Regions from separate parts of the Mus musculus genome. Here region 2 is linked to region 1. Evidence: chromatin contacts called from public Hi-C data. All regions are on one chromosome and are shown on one strand. The core of a region is the stretch at or near the end of the contact, and the rest is flanking DNA. Distances in the headings are between cores, read along the strand shown. Region 1 has its middle 33 kb from the start of Rbm24. Region 2 overlaps Cap2 (CAP, adenylate cyclase-associated protein, 2 (yeast)).

Region 1 (7,549 bases), core at 2,575-5,074:
TCTAATATGAAAATTTATAACTGAACACCTAATAGAAAAGTGGGGAGGGTGGGGGGGGACAAAACAGCTGAGGGTCACAGCCTTGGAGATGGAGCTGGGGCTGACTCTGAGGACTTAAGAGTGTTCTCTGGTTATGTTAATGTTCAGTTTTCCAACAGAATGAAAACGCTTCGGGCTTGTGCAGTTCATTGTGTTTACATTTTATATTCCCCAAAGAAGGAGCCAGCAGTAAGCCAATGCTCACTCAGTGGGCAAGCACAGCTGAGACTCTTAGATGCTGTGTCTATCTTCAAATGCCTTAGAAAACATGATGGGAGAAGAAGGATGGTGAAGCTGAAGGCCGAGAAAGTGAGTTTAGTAAGAGGAATGCCATGATGAAATAGCAGGAGAAGAAATGAGAGAGCAAAAATGTAGTTTGACTTTGATGGCTGGTAGAAGGTTAAAAAAAAAATTAAAAATCCCTATTTCCTTAAAGAATTTCCTTAAAGGTTGGGAGAACTACCGGGATGGCACAAACGCAAGGAGAATGTTGATTCAAGCAGGGCTCAGACATGTTATTAGATCAAGGATCTTCAAAGAGCAACAAAGAGCAGAGAGAAGAAACTAAGGGCCCAGAGTTGGAGGCAGTGGTGGTGGAGGAGGCTGAGGTGAAGGAGGAGGCTGCAGAAACACACACAAGAGGCTTTGGACGTTTGGATGGTCAGGCGAGGGATGTGTGATGTTTGTCAGAAATGGGCGAGGCTGGAAGGAACCCAGATGCCCCTCAACAGAGGAATGGATACAGAAAATGTGGTACATCTACACAATGGAGTACTACTCAGCTATTAAAAAGAATGAATTTATGAAATTCCTAGCCAAATGGATGGACCTGGAGGGCATCATCCTGAGTGAGGTAACACATTCACAAAGGAACTCACACAATATGTACTCACTGATAAGTGGATATTAGCCCAAAACCTAGGATATCCACGATATAAGATACAATTTCCTAAACACATGAAACTCAAGAAAAATGAAGACTGAAGTGTGGACACTATGCCCCTCCTTAGATTTGGGAACAAAACACCCTTGGAAGGAGGTACAGAGACAAAGTTTGGAGCTGAGATAAAAAGATGGACCATGTAGAGACTGCCATATCCGGGGATCCATCCCATAATCAGCTTCCAAATGCTGACACCATTGCATACACTAGCAAGATTATGCTGAAAGGACCCTGATATAGCTGTCTCTTGTCAGAGTATGCCTGGGCCTAGCAAACATAGAAGTGGATGCTCACAGTCGGCTATTGGATGGATCACATGGCCCCCAATGAAGGAGCTAGAGAAAGTACCCAAGAAGCTAAAGGGATCTGTAACCCTATAGGTGGAACAACATTATGAACTAACCAGTACCCCGGAGCTCTTGACTCTAGCTGCATATGTATCAAAAGATGGCCTAGGCGGCCATCACTGGAAAGAGAGGCCCATTGGACACGCAAACTTTATATGCCCCAGTACAGGGGAACACCAGGGCCAAAAAAGGGGAGTGGGTGGGTAGGGGAGTGGGGGTGGGTGGCTATGGGGGACTTTTGGTATAGCATTGGAAATGTAAATGAGCTAAATACCTAATAAAAAATGGAAAAAAAAAAAAAAGAAATGGGCGAGGCTGGTGGTTAGGAGCAAGGAGCGGGAGTTTATCAAAGCTGCTTACCCAGACTAGATAAACGATACCCAGAGATTAAAAGTTAAATGAAAATTTAAACTCCTTAAGTGCACTGATCAGAAGAAATGGGTGTATTAATTATATGTAACATCTTTATATTTGTCAGTGTGGTAGTTTGAGTGATAATGTACCTCACGGGCTTAGATGTGTGAATACTTGGTCCCTAACTGAGGAATGTAGGTGTGGGCCTACAGGAAGAAGTGTATCACTTGGGGGCAGACCTGAAGGCTTCAAAGCCATGTGCTATTCTCAGTTGCTCTCTCTGCTTCCTGCTTGTGGTTCAAGATGTGGGTACTCAGCATCCTGCCTCCAGCATCCCGCCTCCAGCATCCCACCTCCAGCATCCCACCTCCAGCATCCCACCTCCAGCATCCTGCCTCCAGCTTGCTGCCCCACTTCCCCCTTTAGTGGACTCTTATCCTGTTAGAACCATAAGTCAAATGAGCTTTCAGTAAGTGGCATTGGTGAACGTGATTTTTTTTTTTATAACAGCAATGAAAAAGTAGCTAATACAGTCTACTTTCCATTGCCATAATAAAATGCCTGAGGCTAAATCCTTGCTTCTTTTAAAGGCTTGTCTAGTTTACATCTCTGTAGGCTGAAAGTCTGAGCACCATGGTACCAACTGGGGCACCTCCTGTCCCGGCTGTACCCCAACACAGGGCTGACATTGTGGCTGGAGGGCATATGTAGAGACAGGGCCAGAGAGACTGGGGCCAGTCCAACACATCAACAACAACTATTTCTTGAGAAAGGACCAGAGTCCCATGAGAATCACTTTAGTTCTTGCAGAGACAATATCTTCAATGACCTCTTCATTTTCTGCTAGGCTTCACCTCTTAAAGGTCCCACCTTCCTGTTAACATCATTACACTGAGGACCAAACTTTCAGCACATGACCCACTGAGGATCAAACCATACTCAACCTGATCTGTCTGTTCCTCTCTCCAGTAGGCTCTTCTGAGCTTCTTAAACAGAAAATCCTAGTGTCTTAGAGAAGTCAAAAAATACACTGATACGGGTGTGAGAAGTCATCTTGTGGACAAAGGAGTTGGCAGACATGTTGAAGTTAGGACCTAGGGGTTACATCCTGTAATTCCATTATGTGGTTACTCAAATCACTGCATGATAGATTCTGTGGATTTTCCCATTTCTTCTCCTCCCTGTCCAAGAAGAGAGTGAAAACAATCCTAAGCATTGGCATTGTGTTGAAAGCTACAGTGCTTTATGTTAGGGGCCATTCGCTTTAGGAAGACTTAGAGTCTCACTGCCTTTCTTGTAACTCCTACCCCCCACACAGGGTCTCATGCTAAACCTATCTTCCTTGAAATATAAAATTCTAGGGTCAAGGAAAGGCTTCCACAAGATAATAAATGCATTTTTTAAAGTAGGTGATAAAGGCGATGGAGAAGAGTAAAGTAGGGACAGGGACTGAGAGAGGGAGAGTGGGGAACGGGCCGCATGGACTTGCTGTCCTGAGGCGTTACTACTGTAAAGAACATTGTATGGGAACAAGAGCGTGACCTACTCTGGACATACAGACATTTGGGAAGCAGGGAGATCATTTTAGGTACAGGAACTGTGTGTGCAGAGGACTTGGGCAGAAAGGTGCTTTTTATGTTCAGGGAAGAGAGTGAAACTGATGTGTTTATAAAAAGAGAAAGAGGGGAAAATGTTTTGATGGATGTGTGGGGAGGTATGAGGGATGGGGGAAGGGAGAAGGGGGTACCTAGGCGAGCCCATTCCTGAGGGGCCAGCCACATAACAGTATAGTATAGATAGAGTTTATTCAGGGCATGGGGAGGGGAGTTAAGAGGGTAGTAGAGAGAGAGAGAGAGAGAGAGAGAGAGAGAGAGAGAGAGAGAGAAAGAGAGACAGAGAGAGACAGAGAGAGACAGGGTGAGACAGAGAGAGACAGAGAAGAGAAGTAGAGGCTGGCCATGAGCACGTGGAGAGAGAGGGGAAAGGGAATGGGGAGAGAGTGTGAATAGGAAGGCAGGAGCAAAAGTAAGAGAGAGAGGAGGGGGCAAGCAGCCAATTTTATAGTGAATCAGGCCTACCTGGCTGTTGCCTGGTAACTGCGGAGCAGATCTTAGACAAAATGTTAGAGTAGGAACAGCAACAGGGAGGTGGCAGGGGCGAGGTCAGGGAGGTGGCTGGGTGAAGTCAGGGAGGTGGCAGGAGCAAGGCCAGGAAGGTGGCAGTGATGAGGTGAGGGAGGTGGCAGGGGTGAGGTGAGGGAGGCAGCAGGGGTGAGGTGAGGGAGGTGGCAGGGAGCAGCTAGCACACACCCAGAACCTTTATGTTTGTCCCTCTCAGCTAATAGCTTCACTCTACAGGGGAAATTGAAGCCAACACAGATCCTCTGTGCCCAGCACATGTGGCACTCAGGCAGTGGCTGCCTCTACAGTTTGGTCCTCACCTCTTCCCACATCCTAGCCTCTTCAGATGTATTCTCCACCCTCCTGACCCTCCATCAGTGACACTGTCCTGCTGTCGTCGCTCACCCTTCTGCACCATACATTTGTTCTTTATTTTTGCTAAGCCAAACCATAGCCAGTATTATTAATAACGCTCTCCATAAACAACCATTGTCACCCGAGGCAGTCCATGGGCAGACGATCATTAATTGCACACAAGAACTTCCATCGTCCCTTCCTGGATGAACAACCAAATTCAGAAAGCCGCTATGTAAGCCAACAACGTTCTCAGGAGGCACTGTGCATAGGGAAAGTTTAGAATGAGGGTTGACATTGCATGTATTCATTCACAGACCCTGACTATCAGGAAATGAATGTGGCAACTGAAGACCTACAGTCTCCTAGAAGAGGAACTGTGCTGACTGGGAATCACCTTCCTAATGACGTCACTGCAAAACCCAGGCTTGACCCCACTGGAAGACAAAACAATTGGGGGGGGGGGGTCAGGTCCCAGCAGGTTTCTACTTTTAAGGAAGTGAAGTCTGTGTTGATGTTGGGAGGCGGGGCTCAACAATGAATTTTGAGTATTCCAGTAAGACAAGGGGATTCGTGCCAAGACGTCCAGGTGTGTCAATATCGGGCAAGCCTCCTGGGATTCAAGAGTCTTTGAAAACTACCAGGGGGAGGGACCGCCCCACCTCAATCCATCTTGGGAGACATTTGGTCAGTGACAAATCCCACCCCACCCTCCCAGTGTGCTGGGGTCATCTGGGAAAACGGAATCTTAGTTTAGAGAATATCCATCAAATTGGACTGTTTTTAAACCTGGGGGTATTTTCTTGATTGGGCCACCCTTGGGTGGATGGTCCTGGACCATATATAGAAGCAGGGGAGCAAGCCATTGGGAACAAAGCAGGAAGCAGCCTTCCTCCACAGCTGGGCTCTAGATCCTGCCTCGATGGAGTCCATGCCACGCCTTCTCTCCACAATGGACCATGATGAGGACATTTAAGACAAATCAACCCTTTCCTCCCCGTGTAGCCTTTAGTCACGGTCTTTATCCTAGCAATTGAAAGCAGACCAGGACACCTTCCAAACAACCAAGAGTTCTGTGTGCTTGCAACATAGTTTTTTCCTTAATAAAAGAAAATTTTGCATTTTTATATAAATTATATATAGTAAGACAGTATTCCAGACTGTATAGTCATCAGAAGCATGTAGTTATAAAAAACACACACCCTTCACTTGGCATCTATAGCAACTTCTGCTTTCTGTGCCTGTTTGTTTGGCATCTTCTGAGGGCCAGCCCACTAACTTTCCCCCTTTCCCCTCTGGGTCTTTTGTTTCTTTTCTTTCCGGCTTGGCCTCTGACAGTGGATAATCTGTTCTATCAGGCAGTCTCAGATCTCCGTGGCTCATCCTTCACTTTGGCTTTACCTCCTCCAGTCTTCATTTTGGGCACGGCAATGTGACGTCATAGGCCCTGTGTACAGGCACGTACTGGGGTATGGCTTTGGTTGGTCCAGGATTGCTCTCTCCTCTGTCTCTTCCTCATCTTCTTCTTTCTTCTCCTTTCCTTCCTCCTTCTCTTCTACCCTGCTCCTATTCTCTTTTTGCTATAAAGTTGGTAATCTTTTATCTTTTAAAAATCAATTAATCAAAGGATTAATTTGAGATAAGGTCTCACATGTCCCAGAATGGCCTTGAACTTTCTATGTAGCCGAGGATGGCTTGGAACTCCTGATCCTCTTGCCTTTACCTTCGGAGTACTGGCATTGCAGGCCTCTGCTAGTAATACCTAGTTTATGAAATGGTCGGGCAGAACCAGGGTTTTGTGCATGCTGAGCAGGTAACCTCCCAGCTGAACTATACTTCCAGCTTAATAATCTTTTCTCTGAAGATGGCTTTCTTTAGCTTCTTCCTCTCTTCACCCGAACAGGACATTTTCCTTTATCTGTCTTGTCTATATTTGCCACCTCTCTCTCTCTCTCTCTCTCTCTCTCTCTCTCTCTCTCTCTCTCTCTCTCTCTCTCTCTCTCATCATTTTCACTTCTGAACCTCCAAAAGGCAGACACAACAGTTGTCAAGCCTCACATTGTTGCCGTGCTTGACATAGTTGGTAAGTCCAGGAGGCCGTTTCTTCCTTTGACCTCTAATTTTTCCTTAGCAGCTTGCCTGAGTCTGTTTGAACTGTTATAACAAAACACCAGCAACTGGGCTCTTACAAACAACAGAAGTGGGTCACTCATGGGTCTAGAGGTCAAAGTCCAAGGTCAAGATACAAATGTGTTCAGTGTCTAGCCAGGGCCGGATAGGAAGCACAGTTACTTTCTGAGGTCTCTTCTGAGAGCACTCTTCTTCCCTAGAGTTTCTTCTATTTTACTATTCAGTTCCAATGGAAGAGCTCAGCCCTCAGTGCCTTTACAGTGTTGTTAGTACACAGGTGATCTTGTCCAAGACCCTGGCTTTAAGCACACCTTAGTCTATGTCTCAGACATGGTTTGCTGTCCACAACCCTTAAATCTCAATGACTTGGAACAATGGTTTTTTTTTTCCCCCTCTCTCCTGCTTTATAATGTCCATCATGAATCACCAAGAGTATCTACTGATTGTGGTCACTCAGGGGCTCAGGACACCCACACCACCACCCCCTCAATAAGAAATTGGGACGCGGTGATTTTCAGGACATGTAGCTAATACAAGTCCCATGGCTATCCCCATTTTCACAGAAGCAGGAAGTATGCCTTATGATAAGAAGTGAGCCAGAGGCATTGCATCGAACTGCTCAGTTATTTTCAATAGCTTTTCAGTTTGGTCCCAGGCTCAGGAATCTTTGCTAAACTGCAGATCATCATCACCTATCTGCCAGCCGCCTTCTTCCAGATTCTTTAAAATCACTATATCCAAAGCAAAACTGTGAACTTATTTCTCATGCTTCCCTCTGTCCAGATGGTCTGTGGCCTACTTTAGTGTCATCCTGATGAGGCATCTGCTACTTGGGCCACAGACTTGGAGGCATCTCTGAGTTTTGACTGTTCTCAATCCCTATAGCATATCTATGTGAAAATCCCAATGGCACCTTAATTGAACTAGGTAGGGAGTATGCCCCCTTTTAATTATTTATCATGGGTACTCCAGTCTACAAACTCCTACTGTCTCTTGCATTGGGGACTGGCACACCTTGCTAGTTGTCTTCCTTTTCTACCTGCCTGTAATCTCTCCATCCTCTGAAACATCATCATACCATGATCCCCTTGGGCTCACAGCCTGCTGATATCCTCCTATCTCATAGCCAGGTATGGTTGTTCGTTTCTGTTGCTGTGATTAAAAACTAACTTGGCAGAAAGCCACTTACATGAGAAAGAGGGGGTTGCTTGAGCTTCCAATTCCAGGATACAGTCCCTCATGTGGCCAACTCAAAGCAGGAG
Region 2 (7,549 bases), core at 3,273-5,772, 180 kb before region 1:
AGGTTTGCCAACCCTACCCTCTCATGGCTTTTAAAAAACAAAATAACAAAACAAAATAAAATAAAACCAAACCATGGGCCCTGCGTGCTGAAGCTCAGATTTACCAGCCGAATCACTGCCCCAGCACAAAGAAAGCTTTTCTTAATAAATTCTTTTATAATATGTGTGACTTGAACAATATCTTTCATTTTATAGCCATGGGGCGTAGAATCAGACATCTCAGCACTCAGCACCCAGGGAGGTGAGGTCATGTGACTGGGATGAGGTCACCTAGCCCGGGGACGCTGAGAGCTGAAGGTGGCCATCTCAGTGCAGGAGCTCTGTGGGAGGCAGACTTCACCTTACCAAAGCAGCAGTGACCGGTCCAGCCAGATATAAACACTTAAGCCTTTCTGAGGCTGGGGAGATGAGTCTCTGAAGTGTCTTAGAGTCTTCAAGCTGGGCACAGTTAAAGAAGAGCATCTATAAAAGTCGTGTAACAATGGCTCGCCACTTAAACAATTAAAAAGAAAAGCAGAACACTTGTGATTTCCAATGGCTCTGTTCCCGGTGCAAAAGTTCACTTGTGTTGCAAGAACACGGCACAAAAATCCCAAATGAGGCTTTTAAGGCCTATTAAGATTAATTCTGAGAGCAGATGTTTGATTATGGACTTTTTTCTTTTCTTTTCTTTTTCTTTTTTTTTTTTCCTGGCAAAAAGACGTCTAAAAGAAAGTTAATGTTCTACAAATCTCTCTAAATTAATGTCACTGTCCCAGGAACAGCTGTCTCTCCCATTTTTAAAGCCGTGAACTGTAGGCAGAAAACCAAGAGACATTCTCAGTGGCACATGGGCATTTGCAAGTTTGGGGTAATCTTCAGTTACGTGCACTACGTCACATACGCCACAGCCTACATTACGCACACCACAGGTCCAGCTGTACCCGTTGGTTTGTTTTGTTTGATGGCCGCTCCCCAGAACAGTTAGGACTCATTTCTTCAGAAGTCAGACTTTAGTTTTTGGTGTTTCTGAGACAGGGTCTTGAATTTACTATGTAGCCCAGGCTGGCCTCAATACTCCCAGTGATCTTCCCTCAGCCTCCTGGGTGCTGTGATTACAGGTATGAGCCACCAGGATAGCCTCTTAGAATTTAGAGTTTTACTAGAGAGGGAAATTACTGAAGATATTAAGTGGAGTCTTACTATTTTTCAATGGTGGCCATTCTATATAATTAATTGCATGTTTCTTCCTCCTAACGCTACTTCTTAAGTAGCCAAGTCATTCCGATATAGTGTAAACTTACTTCTAAATATGCCATAAAAATGATTTCAGTTATCTAGATTTTTGTGTTTGTAGAAAGAAAAGCCAGGAGGACTAGCCAGTGTGGGGCCATGGAGCCAGACATAGGGTTGCAGTGACTTAAGAGCACACCACTGGGGGGCTTTGCAAGTTTCCTAGTCCTGAAAAGAAGAGATCGAGGGGATTTAAGCAAAGAAGAAATATATACAGACAGCATTAACCTCCAGCTTTGAGGATAGGTCAGGCGACCAGTATCTTGGTTGGTATTTTTACCATCATTTAAAGAGCAGGGACCAAGAACACAAAATTATCATGTGATTCTTTCTTGGAACAGGTGGATTATGTTGCTTACACCAGGGCCTTTGCCGAGACTTCTCTTCTATAAAACTAGCTTAGCGACGGTAATATTTTGAGCCACCTGTCCTTAAAGTATTTGTGGAGATGGGAGATAAGGCCACAGGAATGGAGCAGCTGACACTCAGCAGTATTTATGGGTCTTGTTCCTCTCCTCCCTCCTTCAGGGACACACACACACAGTTGGTTCCCTTGTTTCTGGGCAGAATCTCTCTGGTTGTCCTTTGTTGAACCGTCTTGACCTGTTAATCACTAATAAAGCCCGCCACTAACCAGTCTCCAGGTAGCAGTGACAGCTCATGCGTGCCTGGTCATACCCTCAGATGGTCACAAGTTCCCAGGCCCTGTCACTCACAGTTTGGATACCACAGGAACTCATGATGTTTTACAGCTAACATTTTATATAAAGCACTGTCCATTACCTTTTCAGAAGACAAAGAACCCCCGAATGGCCTGGTATGATATAATACATGAAACATAAGAGCAATAAATGTCATTTCCATAATAGGAGACACTGACTAAAGAAAGAGCAAAAGCCTCTCTCCTCTCTTCTCTCTCTCTCTCTCTCTCTCTCCCCTGCACCCCACCCCCGTCTCTCTCTTCCCATAGGTCCATGAAGATCAGCTGGCCTCGAACTCACTATGTAGCCAAGGATGACTAGATTTCGATCCTCCTGTTCCTAGCGCCCAAGTGCTGGGATCACTGCCGGGGATTGGCATAGGCTTCGAGCATACTGGGCCAGCACTCTACCACCCCAGCCCTTAACCAGTCTTTCAACCTCAAATTAATGTAGGGTTCTTTTGTTTGTTTGTTTGTTTGTTTGTTTGTTTGAAACAGGGACGGATGTAGTCTAGGCTGACCTGAAATTCACTGTACACCTTAAATGTCAGATCCCCCTGCTTGTGGCTCTGTGGTACTGGGTTCACAGATGTACACCACCACTCCCGGAAGTTCACCCCTCCTGAGACATGTTCTTGTTGTGTGGCTGGCTGGCCATGAGACTCGATGTAGAACTGGCTGTCAGTGACCCTTCTGCCTCTGTCTCTCAACTGCTAGGATCTCAGGTGTGTGCCACTGTGATTGGCTACACACACACACACACACACACACACATACACACACACAATTTCTGCATCTTGATCAATGGCAGTCAGATCAACATGTTTCCAAACATAAAGAACATCCTTGTGAACCGGCAGATTTTACATCGACACTAATGTCACAGTTCCATTACAATTATAACAAAGAAAGATGATTGTGGAGATTTGGCTCAGTGGGTAAGCGTGCTTTTTCTTCGAGACACGAGGACCTGTGTTTGGATTTCCAGCACCCACATAAAAGATGGGTTATTGTTATGTGTGCCTGTAACCCCAGCACTGGGGAGCAGAGACAGGCTAGTCAGCCTAGCTAAGATGGTGAGCCTGGTCCAGTGAAAGAGAGCCAGGTGGAATAGAGACCCCTGTCTCAAGGCAATGAAGAAAGAGTTGTGGTGGGGGGTGGCGGGGACACTGGACGTTCTGCTTAGGCCTCCACATATTTGCAGGCAGGTGCACACCCCCATACACTCAGATGCATGCACACCACACACACAGATAAGAAAATAATGAAATAAAACAGATACATCTCTGCATAGCAACGGAAGGATGCACATCCTAGCAACGCAAGTGCAAGCCGGCTCGGACTCATGGCTCCGGGCTGAATTCTTTCTACCACTTGTTAGGATTTTGAGACTTCTGCCAAGGAAAAGAAAGCTCCCGGGACCCGTTCCAAGAAAACAGAATTGTTAATAATACCACAGAGAAGTGCTACATAATATTTTAAGGACATGCTTATTAATAACGTTTGGAAAGCCAATTTAAAGGCTGTTTTCTCTTTATTAAGGGATATTGAACACGATGGAGGTTTCTGATTCCCACAAAGTCCTATAATACTTATATGCAGTTGCTATAAAAAGGTGGGTGCACAGCTATGACATGACATGGGGCCTCGTTTGGATTAGTTCTTTTCAAAGTCACGGCTCCGAACAGTCTTATCTCAAGATGTGAAAGGGAAGGTCATTGAGAACCCAAATCTTGGGGTGAGGATGTGGCTCGATCTGAAGAATGCCTACTTGACAAAAAGAAGCCCTGGTTTGATCCCCAGCACTGCACTGGCATTTGGGAGTTGGAGGCTGGAAGATCGGAAGTTCAAGGCCATCACTTGGCTACAAAGGGAGTTTGAATCCAGCTTAGGCTACATGAGACCATGCCTCAGAAATAAAACAGAACCATAAAGATGACCATAGCCCCGCACCCATATCTCAGTGCTTCACCCTAGCCTCTGAGTTTGCTCTTCTCTATCTCAGGATGGTTATCCGCTGGTGGATCTTGTATAGTGCCCCTTTGGTGACGTAGACAAATCAGGGAGTTGCAACTGATGAGAATAAACAAAACCAAGTCACTTCAGAGACAGAGTAAATGCCTCACACCGGCCGGTAAAATTAGATCTGTGCTTCACGTCTTAATTCGAGTGTCTAGATGAGTCCTTCCAAAATTGATTTTTATTCGACATGCCCAAGGTAGGATTTTTTGATAAAAGTGGACCAGGGCATCCCAGCAGAGACAGTAAGTGGGGCACGGTCTCGTTCACGGGTGCGGGCTAGGCATTTGAGAGAAACCATCTTGTTAAGTGGCTGTGGTTATGAGGCTGACCTTGCTCTGCAGCTGAAACCTACACCAAATCTGGACTCTCCAAGTCGTCTTTTCTTCTTGACTGCCGGCATCAGCAACACGAAAATACAGTTTCTCATAAAAGAAGGGAAAATAAAATTTCCGTGGGAAAGCTTCCCAGAGTTAAAGATAGCCACATCTACTCATCAAAGAGAGCACGCTGGAGAGCCAACGGCTGTATAAATAAATGCCAAGAGCGACTCACGCTTTGACTCAGCTGGACAGTGACTTCATTGGGCTGGTTGAGGCTTACTTTGTCACGGAACTCAAGGTTTTTTGTTTTTCAGTTGGATTTTAGGATCCTAAAGAGATGACTGTGCTGCCTTGAAAGACCAGCACTTTGGAAACAACAGTCATGAAGACAAAGGCAAGCTAAGGGCTGCTAGAGAGATCACTAATGTTGTATAGGTATTTTTACATTTTAAATGAAAATACCCAACAGTGTCATCTTTTGAGCTTAAGAGTTGAGGTGTTGGTAATGCAGAGTAATATGTGCTGATACAGGGTAACCTGGGCTAACACAGGGTAACCTGGGCAAACACAGGGCAACATGGACTTCAATTCCAACCACTGAGCCGATCCCCAGGGGTTGCAATTCACTTAGTTTGAATGACAGGTTTGGTAGACAGGGGCCAGGGATCAGCTCTGTGCATTATTTCATGAAGTGTTGTATCACATGTACAGGATAACCCATATCTTCCCTCTTTTCTTAAGAAAACCCTTTTTTTTTTCTTAACATGATATCAGACTCAATATCAGTTCATGTCATCTAAAGATGAGAGGCAGCAGGTGGCCAGGGCAGGACAGGGGACTGTCACTGAGCAGTGTAAAAATGCGTTGTCCACTCTCATCACTGTCTTGGCATAGAAATAAAGACATACATTCACAGGGCCCATTGATACTGGACACAACCTATAGTTAATGACTGTAGCTGGTCAGGTGGAAGTGGGCAGGGGCATCATCTATGTCTAAAGCCCTGGGGGCAATCGCTGGGGACCCTTGGGTGCCTCTTCTGTGAGCTCATAGCCTCAGGGCAGAAAAGACACTTCTGTGCCTCCAGACAGGCCTCTACCTCTCCACCCTGCCTCTCCATGGCTTAGTTTAGAAGGCTTCACTTCTGTGAACTGGAAGACTCTTCCAGATCCCTCAGGGTTCAGCTCCAATCTTTTCATAGGTTTTTTTTGGAGTAGAGCATGTGCGTGTGTGTTACATGTTCACATGGGTGTACAAGCATGTGTTTGTGCATGCACATGGGTGTATGTGCTAGAGGAGCCAGCGGTCAGCTTCAGCTGATATTCCTTAGGGGTCATTTACCTTAGTGTTTTGAGACAGGGTCTCTCACTGGGGCTTGGGGCTTCCAATTACACTAGGCTGGCCAGCGAGCCCCAGGGGTCTGCTTGTTCCCCTCTCCTCAGAGCTGTCATTATAAGTGTCACACCTGGCTTTTCACATGGGTGCAAGTCCTTATGCTTATAGAGCATGCCCTTTAGCGACAACCATCCTGCAGCCCCTTCTGGAGCTCTTCTGGGAGGACAGTTCCTGTTCCCCTGGACAGAGACTCCCCAGAACACTGGTACAATAATTCGCATCACACCACAGATATTTGCTGGTGAATCTGGGTTTGGCTTGGCCAATTCCAGAACTCAGGGGGTACTTTCTTATTCATCTTACTGCTGTCTGCCAGTCACGGGGCCCAGGACCTGGGATCCAGAAGGTGTCTCATCAACTGATATCATTTACTGATATAAACATAAGTATCACGGCGGAAGTACAGATCTTTAGATGCTTCTGCAGAGAGGTTGGGACACGGCATGGTGGCCCATGGAGTAGAATTATTTATTTACTTTAAGTATATGAACACACTATAGCTGTCTTCAGACACACCAGAAGAGGGTGTCAGATCCCATTACAGATGGTTGTAAGCCACCATGTGATTGCTGGGAATTGTACTCAGGACCTCTGGAAGAGCAGCCAGTGCTCTCAACCGCTGAGCCATCTCTCCACTCTCATGGAGAAGTCCCCCACCCCCCAAGTCCAAATAGATAGAGCTTTCCAATCTCGGACTTCCAGTCTCCAAAACTCTGAACTAAAGAATATGTTTTATTTATAAAGGACCCAACGTGGAGTGTTTTGTTATAGCAACAGAAAAGGAGCCCACAAGTATGCTCATATCTCCTGTGGAGAACACTTTTGCCCGGCCACACCCTTAAATCACAACTGTCTCATAGTCTTGTCCTGTGTGAAAGAATAAATGACAAGAATCCTCAATTACACTGTGTCTGTCGATGCTATAAATGAAGGAAACAAAGTAACAATAATGAAATCATCTGGGGATGGAGAGAGAGCTCAGCAATCAGGAGCACTGGCTGCTCTCCCAGAGGACCCAGCACCTACACAGCAGCTTACGGCTGTCTGTAGCTCCAGTTTCAGGAGGTCTGACACTGACTGTCACACAGACACACGAGCAGGCAAAACAGCAGTGCACATAGATAAAAATGAATTTACTTTTGAGACAGGGTCTGGCTATGTTGCTTAGGATGGTCTCATGCTTGTAACAATCCTCTGGGTTTAGCCTCCTGAGTGTCCAGATTACAGGTATGTGCTACTCTGCCCACCTCAAACATGGGATTCTAACTGAATATGTTATTAAAGTAGTCCCCAGGATGTAGTTTAAATAAGTTAGGAATGAGAATTAACTCCTGACTCCTCAAACTTCAGAGACTTTGAGTTCTTGGTTGTAAAAATTTTCAAGTAAACAGAATAATCTCAACTATTAAATCAGACAGTTTTAAAAGCTACTACTATTTTGATTTATGGAGAGAGACAAATACTCTAAAATATTTATACTTTCTTATCAACAAACACCAAAGCCCAAAGGTATTTATGAGACAATAGAAACAGTTATAAACACACATCTCAAAGTGCCATAGTTTTGTTAATTCTACATGAGGCTATCCTACTGTTCTGGATGTACGTACAGTCTACTGAAGATACATCATGGGTTAAAATAGATCTATACTGACATTGACCTTAAAACCTTCAGGCAGACCCTGAATCTCTGAGCAGTCATCTGTTGGTTTAGACAATTGGTTTGCAGATAATCAGGAGGAGCTCATTATGCGAAAACCCGATTCCTTAGTTCTTCAAGGTTGTGTCTACTCTTCCCCCCTCACTTTGTGAAGCCCCTCCCCGAAAGTCACTAGTAACA

Evidence for each region. Hi-C and Micro-C count contacts between places; a contact is called where the count stands out from the background.
Region 2: a Hi-C map of cortical neurons shows a contact between it and region 1, with 2.1 times the contacts expected there. The contact joins two enhancer-like sites. A contact is called at or near these places in 2 of 484 Hi-C or Micro-C datasets (cortical neurons and hematopoietic stem and progenitor cells) and 5 of 115 datasets of contacts at active chromatin or transcription factors (embryonic basal ganglia, embryonic hindbrain, embryonic stem cells and 2 more).

The regions. Positions count from the first base shown.
Region 1 is chr13:46,448,001-46,455,549 of GRCm38.p6, reverse strand. No RefSeq gene overlaps it. Among named protein-coding and RNA genes, the nearest start is that of Rbm24, 33 kb to the right of the region's middle. Within about 2 kb of position 3,824, at least 9 of the 459 cell types and tissues checked have an H3K27ac peak or open chromatin away from gene starts, as enhancers often do. A contact at or near this core is called in cortical neurons, where this site is marked.
Region 2 is chr13:46,623,799-46,631,347 of GRCm38.p6, reverse strand. The region is part of intron 7 of Cap2 (CAP, adenylate cyclase-associated protein, 2 (yeast)); the gene reads right to left. Among named protein-coding and RNA genes, the nearest start is that of Fam8a1, 42 kb to the left of the region's middle. Within about 2 kb of position 4,522, at least 25 of the 459 cell types and tissues checked have an H3K27ac peak or open chromatin away from gene starts, as enhancers often do. A contact at or near this core is called in cortical neurons, where this site is marked.